Linked DNA regions of Mus musculus: region 1 is linked to region 2. A link is a contact called in public promoter capture Hi-C data. All regions are on one chromosome and are shown on one strand. Each heading gives the region's core, a stretch centred on a gene start, on an enhancer-like site or on the middle of the called end of the contact. The rest is flanking DNA. Distances are from core to core; before and after follow the strand shown.

Region 1 (2,958 bases), core at 326-2,825, 340 kb after region 2:
GGCTTAGTGGTTAAGATCCCTGGTTAGGATGATCCAGGTTTGCTCTCCAGCGTCCACATGGCAGCTCACAAGCATCAGTAAGTCCAGGTCCAGGGCATCTGGTGCCCTCCTCATGCTTCTGGCCGTGCCATACATGCATGCGATGCAGACACGCATGGAGTAGAACAATCACACGCACGAAATAAAATAGAATCGTTTTTAAAGAAAAAAAATCAGAAGGATATTTTTACCGATACATGAAAACGGTAGAAGCTCACACCTCACTGTCTACATTGCACGATACTGCTGGTTGATGGGTGCCAGGGAGCCTGGCATTTCTTAACGACATCCCCAGTCCTCTTTGTATTTCTTATTTTGAGACAGGCACTCCCTAAGTTGCCCAGGCTCTGTAGTCCAGCCAGGGGTTGGACTAGTTGTTGGTGATCTTTGGCCTGATCCTGAGCAGCCAGGCCCAGCTTAGTGTCCTTGGTGGAGACAAACAGCATGTCCTTTGAGAGTATGACAAGGAGTGTATAGGTGGGGTGTTGCTGAGTGGCAGGCAGTGTTCTACCCTTCCTTCACACCAGTACATAAGAAGCACTTAGTCCATGCCAGGCAGAAGTTGGCCTCATACCCAAGGCTTGATTTTAAGAGTTACACATCCAAGGACATGGGGAACATTTAATTAGAAGGACACTGACTAGGGTCAGGGAACCTGACCTGGGACTTTCACTAGTTCCCCCAAAGTAATGATACACAAGCTTAGTTTTGAAATAGGCATAGTGGGGCTAGAGAGATGTCTCCGGAGTGAAGGGCAGTGATCCTCCTGCAGAGGGCCTGCACTTGGTTCCCAGCGCTCCTCACAGGGCAACTCAGAGCCACCTGTAACTCCAGGTCTAAGGGAGTCAAGCTCTTTTCTGACCTCTCTTCTGGCACTGCACACACGCAGTACACATAGTAAGTAGGTACACACACATACAAATGTTTAAAAATAGAAATGAAATATGCATAATAGTTTGCTAGGTGAAATACCAGGCCATTAGTGTGCTTGGTGGTGGGAAATAGCCATTTTAATGAGCAAGAAAACAGAGGCTGAGAGAGCAAGCAGACCTAGGTCTGATGGGGGTAGTAGCATGGCTGCCCTCTCACCTAGGTTTCGTTCTAGGTCGGCTGAAATACCTGCGGAGCACAGATGCCAGAATCTGGTGGGAGAAGGCATAGAGTATTGGATTCAGGGGAGAGACACCCTCACGTCCCCCTTCCTGGGCCTCTGCACCCAGCTGGCAGTGCTATTGGAGTTGGAGGAACTGGCTGCTGGTGGGAGGAACTTAATGGGGGCTGCTGCCAGAACTCGGGCCGCCTGGTCCTGCCCCTGGCCCCGGGCAGTTGATGGAGTCCAGAGTGGAGGCAGGCTGCCACAGGTGAGGTGGGGGAAAACTGGCAACAAAGGCCTATTCTTCAGGGTTTAAAGTGTCTCCGAGCCTGTCCAACTTTCCTTCATTAGATGCTCCAAGATGTTTCCCCTTCCAGGCTGCTTGAGATACGCGGCTGATAAGGGTACGATTTGAAGAGACTTAATTATGGCCCCGAGACCATGATGTAAACATCTGTGGAGTGTTTGCTTTCCCCTCCCTGTTCCGTGTGAATAGGGAACGCAGCCCAGGTGCCAGGGCAGAGGACCCGGTGACCCCAGCCTTTCCTAGGAAAGGAGGAAACCAGGGGCAGTGTGTTTCTGTGGTGCTGGCCAGGGGTCTGGGTCCTGCCATGACAATCTCCTGACCATTTAGTCACAAGAAGCTTATCTGTGATGGCCGTAATCATCTCTCACGAAGGCACCAGACAAGGGCTCCGTAAATGCTGCCTAGCGACATGGAGGGGATAGGGAGTTTCCCAGGCTGGCCTGACCTCCACAGGGGCCTCAGCCGTCTAGGAGGAAGCATCTGTTCCCATAGCTTTTCTGGCCAGCTGGATGACAGGGAAGAGGACAAGGCTTTGGCCAGTCAATAGCCCTACCGTGTTTACCCACAGCTACCACTAAGCCATGTGATGGTCAAGGGCCACCCAGGCCTCTGCGCTGTACCTTCCTGGGGGAGGGGAAATGACCCCAGTGGATCAAGGTTCCAATGAGGAGGCAGGTTGAGAGATGCCCAGTGTTTTCTGGTTTGGTTCATAACCAGTTCTGAGTCCCTTACACCCTAAGTAGCTACCCATATAAAGTCTCCAGTACAAAAAAAATCAGTTTATCCCTATGCTGCCCCAGGCCTGGTACCCAGCATGACACAGCTAAGTTTCATTTGGGAAGAAGCTCGGTTCAGAGTTAGGAATGGGAGGAAATGGTGGCCCCATCCCAGTCCGACACAGATGCATGCTATACCTAGTTTCACACACATACATCATGCATATATACTGCAAGTTTGTCAGGTCAGTCCTTCCACTGCCTCTAGGAGAATGCTCACAGGTGTGTGTGCGCACACACACACACACACACACACACACACACACACACACTAGCCAGTGAAGTGCTGCTTAGGAGTAGTCTGCATCTCCGGGGATGGGGAGGAAAAGTGAGAGAGGAGGTGACCATCTAAGGTCACTTGGGCAGGACACCCTATGACATTAGGCAAGTGTTTTCACTGAAGGCCCCATTGCAGGAGCTTCAGGGACCTCATTAATAAGGACCGTGGCTCAGCTCTCAGTGATGACCCAACAGAGGTGCAGATCCTGCTTCCTTCTGTAGCTGTCCCTTGGTTGGGTCACTTGTCCCAGCATACACACACACACACACACACACACACACACACACACACACACCATGCCTCCACTTCAGACCAGGAAGCCATTTTGATCCGTGATGAGAAGAGGAAGTCCTGTGGCCCCAAAACAGAAACAGGAACCTGGGAGGGGGATATGGATAGGGAACGGGAAGGGGGCACACACCCAGCAGATGCAGCCAGAACACCCCAGCCTCCCCTGGCCCCA
Region 2 (2,948 bases), core at 417-2,916:
CGTACTAGGGTGGGACTGAAGACAAGGCTTCCTACCTACCAGTAAACGGTCAAGGTGAACCCAAAGAAAGTAGGCTTAGTGGCAGAAGCTCAAGCCTGTGAGTGTGGGGGAAGGTGGGGAAAGAGTTAACCTGTCTTTTACCCCTTTACCCACCCCTGCCATCTGGAGCTACATCCTTGCCCCGAACTGAGTCTCCCACTTGGCCTGCTGCCTGGCTACATCCATAGATACAGAGAGCCCAGAAGCCTGTTCCCCTTAGAACCAATCACGCTTAGGGTCCTGCTGGGAGGCGGCTTAGAGATGCATCTCCGGTGATGCCGAAATGGCTGCAGGACAGACTGTTCCAAGATCCAACCGGTATGTCCGAAATCCAGGGCACAGTTCCCCGACTGTTACAACCCCAGGTGAGGGCCGAAGGGCCCAGAGACAAGATATACAACTAAAGTTAGGGTTTGGAGTACTGCGCGGGAAATAGAGAGAGGTCACTTGATGCCCAAGCGCCACCTCTGACCCTGCCCAAACCAGAGAACGTACATTCTCCTGGCCAGGCCATAGTATGAGCAAAACAGCCCCACGCAGCAGCTGAAGTTGCAACAGCCGCTAGCTAGGGCTGAGCTCGGTCCCGCTGTAAAGCAGATCATTTCACCATCCCCTACCCTCAGCCGCCTGAGGCTCCGACTCCCGCACTCGGGGACACACGCATACACACACCTCCTTGCGATCGCTGACGCACGCACACTCGCCGGGAGCACAAAACAGGCCGGGGCCCTAGAGAGTTGAGGGGTGGAGATGCGCGCGATGGAGCGCGGGGACACCTTGCGTCTCCTGGTAGGGAGCCAAGGTCGCTTGTAACTTCCCCTTTCGCCCTACGCACCCCAACTGGCCTCTAAGTCCCAGTTCCAAGCGCACACCAAAGCCTCGGCGCTCTGGACGCTCCAGCCCGGCCCTCGAGCACTCGTCGCTCAGCGCCCAAAGCAGCTTACACGCACCCAGCATCCAGGGTTAAGAAGAGGAGCGAAGGGTCCTGGAGGCGAGCCCTAGGAGAGAGAGGCAGTTCCCAGGCGCGGAGAAAACCAAGAATCCAAAGTCTAATTAAAGTTCCCACTCACGGGGGCTGGTCCCCAAAGTATCGCCAGACCCAAGCACCGCATGCCCCAACAGCACCTGCAGCTTAGGACTCTGAACCACGTCTAGTGGCGGGGTTTGCGCTCAGAACAGTCCCGGCATCATCCTGGGATTTCCAGGGACAACCCTTCGGGTGAACTATCAACATAGAGAGGGAACAGGGCGCAGCCACTTACCTGGCACAGCCAGCGCTCTCCAGGCCACGGGTTCCTCCAGTCCGGCGGGGTTCTCGGCGGCGGGAGAATCTTCCCTCCGGAGCTCTTGGGAAGCAAGAAGGATCTCCGCCCCAGTTCGGGCCAGGCTGCGTCTTTTTCCCGGTGTAGTCCAAGGTGCGGGGAGTGGGCGATCGGCGTAGAGTCGGCGACCGGAGCGCGCGGGAGAGGTTGCGGCGGCGTGCTCCTATTGGATCTTCTGCACCGGGTGCGTCCCCCTGTCTCTGCCGCCACCGCCCGGTCCTGTCTCTTCCCCGCGGTGCCACCGGATCCGGCTCACGCGCCGGGAAGGCTCCCAGCGAAGTGCGAGCGAAGCCTCCGGCAAGGCTGGAAATAGCGCCGCGCCCGCCCGGCGCCCCGCCCCCAGTCCGGGCCCCGCCCCACGGTGGAAAGAGGCGATCCCGGTGGCAGGGCAGAGATGGGGGAAATCTCTTCCCCGATCGCTCAGCCCTCTCGGGAGCTCACGGGCGCCACGCCCACGCGCGCTCTGCGGCTTCAGCAGCCCCACTGGCCGCGCGCTCTGTGGGAGCTGCCGCTGGGCGCGGTCGGGAGGCAGCGGGGGGGTGGGGCGGTATTGGCGCGGGCTGCGCCCAGCTCGGGGATCCCCGAGTGCTGGACTCTGGTCTGCCGCTTGACTCCACTCCGCAGCTTCTTAGCTGCCACTGCCCCAGTGGCGACACTGAGTAACCCTGCGCTGACCTAGGGAAAAAGAGAAGGCGCTAGCAAGCAGGGTCTTGGACCCAAAGCTGAGCGGCCGCGGGGCTTGCAAAGGAATTGGTGCGCAGAAAAATTCAGGTAGGTTCCCAGACTACAGTACGCGTGGAATTTGGACAAGGCCTGTCTCTTGTTGGCACTCACCACTAAATTTCTGGGTCTCAGTTAACCACAAGTGCCCAGTGAGCCGGATTCTCACTTAAGAACTTCATCCTTAAGCGTCGGTCTGGCACCAGCTTGAGGGCTGAAGCAAGCAACCTCTCCCCTCCCTCCAAACCCAGAATAAATGAGTGGGGAAACCTCCTACCCACAGCCACACAGTACAAGTGTAGAACCGGGACTCGGTTCCAGGGCTGTGGATTCAAATCTTGATTTTTCCAGAGAAGAGAAGCCCCGACCTGCAGGGGGCAATCAGACACTAGAAGGGAAGGCTGGGTGCGCATCTAGCAACCATTCTCAGCGGTGCCAACCAGTAAACAAGCCTGGTCTTGAAGGGACATACAGAATAAAATTAAACAAAACAAAACAAAACAAAACTGAAAAGAAGCTTCCAGTAAAACAGAGCGGTGGCTGTGGCCTCTCCCCTCCCTGAGTGGACTGGTTGGTTGGTTGATTGGTTGGTTGGTTGACCCAGCTCCATCCCAGATGGGTGATGAAGCTAAAGACTGAGGTGGATCTGTGGCCTTTGAGTGACCAGATAAGGGTGTGGCAGCCCTGATAAGGAGCAGAGATACTAACACTAGAGATGTGGAGGGCAAGGGAGCCTCTAACACTAGCAAGCTTGAAAGGCCTGAGTGGTAGTTGGGCTTCTTTAATGACTGCTGTGAACTCAGAGTATCCAAGGATCCTCTTCAGGGCAAGTGAGTTGGCAGTCAAGCATATGGTAGCCTTCCCTTC

The links. Promoter capture Hi-C pulls out the DNA fragments that hold promoters and counts their contacts.
Region 1: a promoter capture Hi-C map of cranial neural crest shows a contact between it and region 2. The contact joins the enhancer-like site here to the promoter of Chst8 in region 2. A contact is called at or near these places in 9 of 39 promoter capture datasets (the C10 cell line, cranial neural crest, embryonic stem cells and 4 more), 11 of 115 datasets of contacts at active chromatin or transcription factors (embryonic basal ganglia, embryonic forebrain, embryonic stem cells and 4 more) and 2 of 9 other capture datasets (embryonic stem cells and pancreatic islet).

The regions. Positions count from the first base shown.
Region 1 is chr7:35,148,221-35,151,178 of GRCm38.p6, forward strand. No RefSeq gene overlaps it. Among named protein-coding and RNA genes, the nearest start is that of Gm35665, 8.2 kb to the left of the region's middle. Within about 2 kb of position 1,576, at least 12 of the 459 cell types and tissues checked have an H3K27ac peak or open chromatin away from gene starts, as enhancers often do.
Region 2 is chr7:34,811,045-34,813,992 of GRCm38.p6, forward strand. Chst8 (carbohydrate sulfotransferase 8) reads right to left here and starts at 1,667. Exons shown (of 4, transcript NM_175140.4): 1 at 1,302-1,667. Gm38987 (a long non-coding RNA gene) reads left to right here and starts at 1,664. Exons shown (of 3, transcript XR_881950.3): 1 at 1,664-2,132.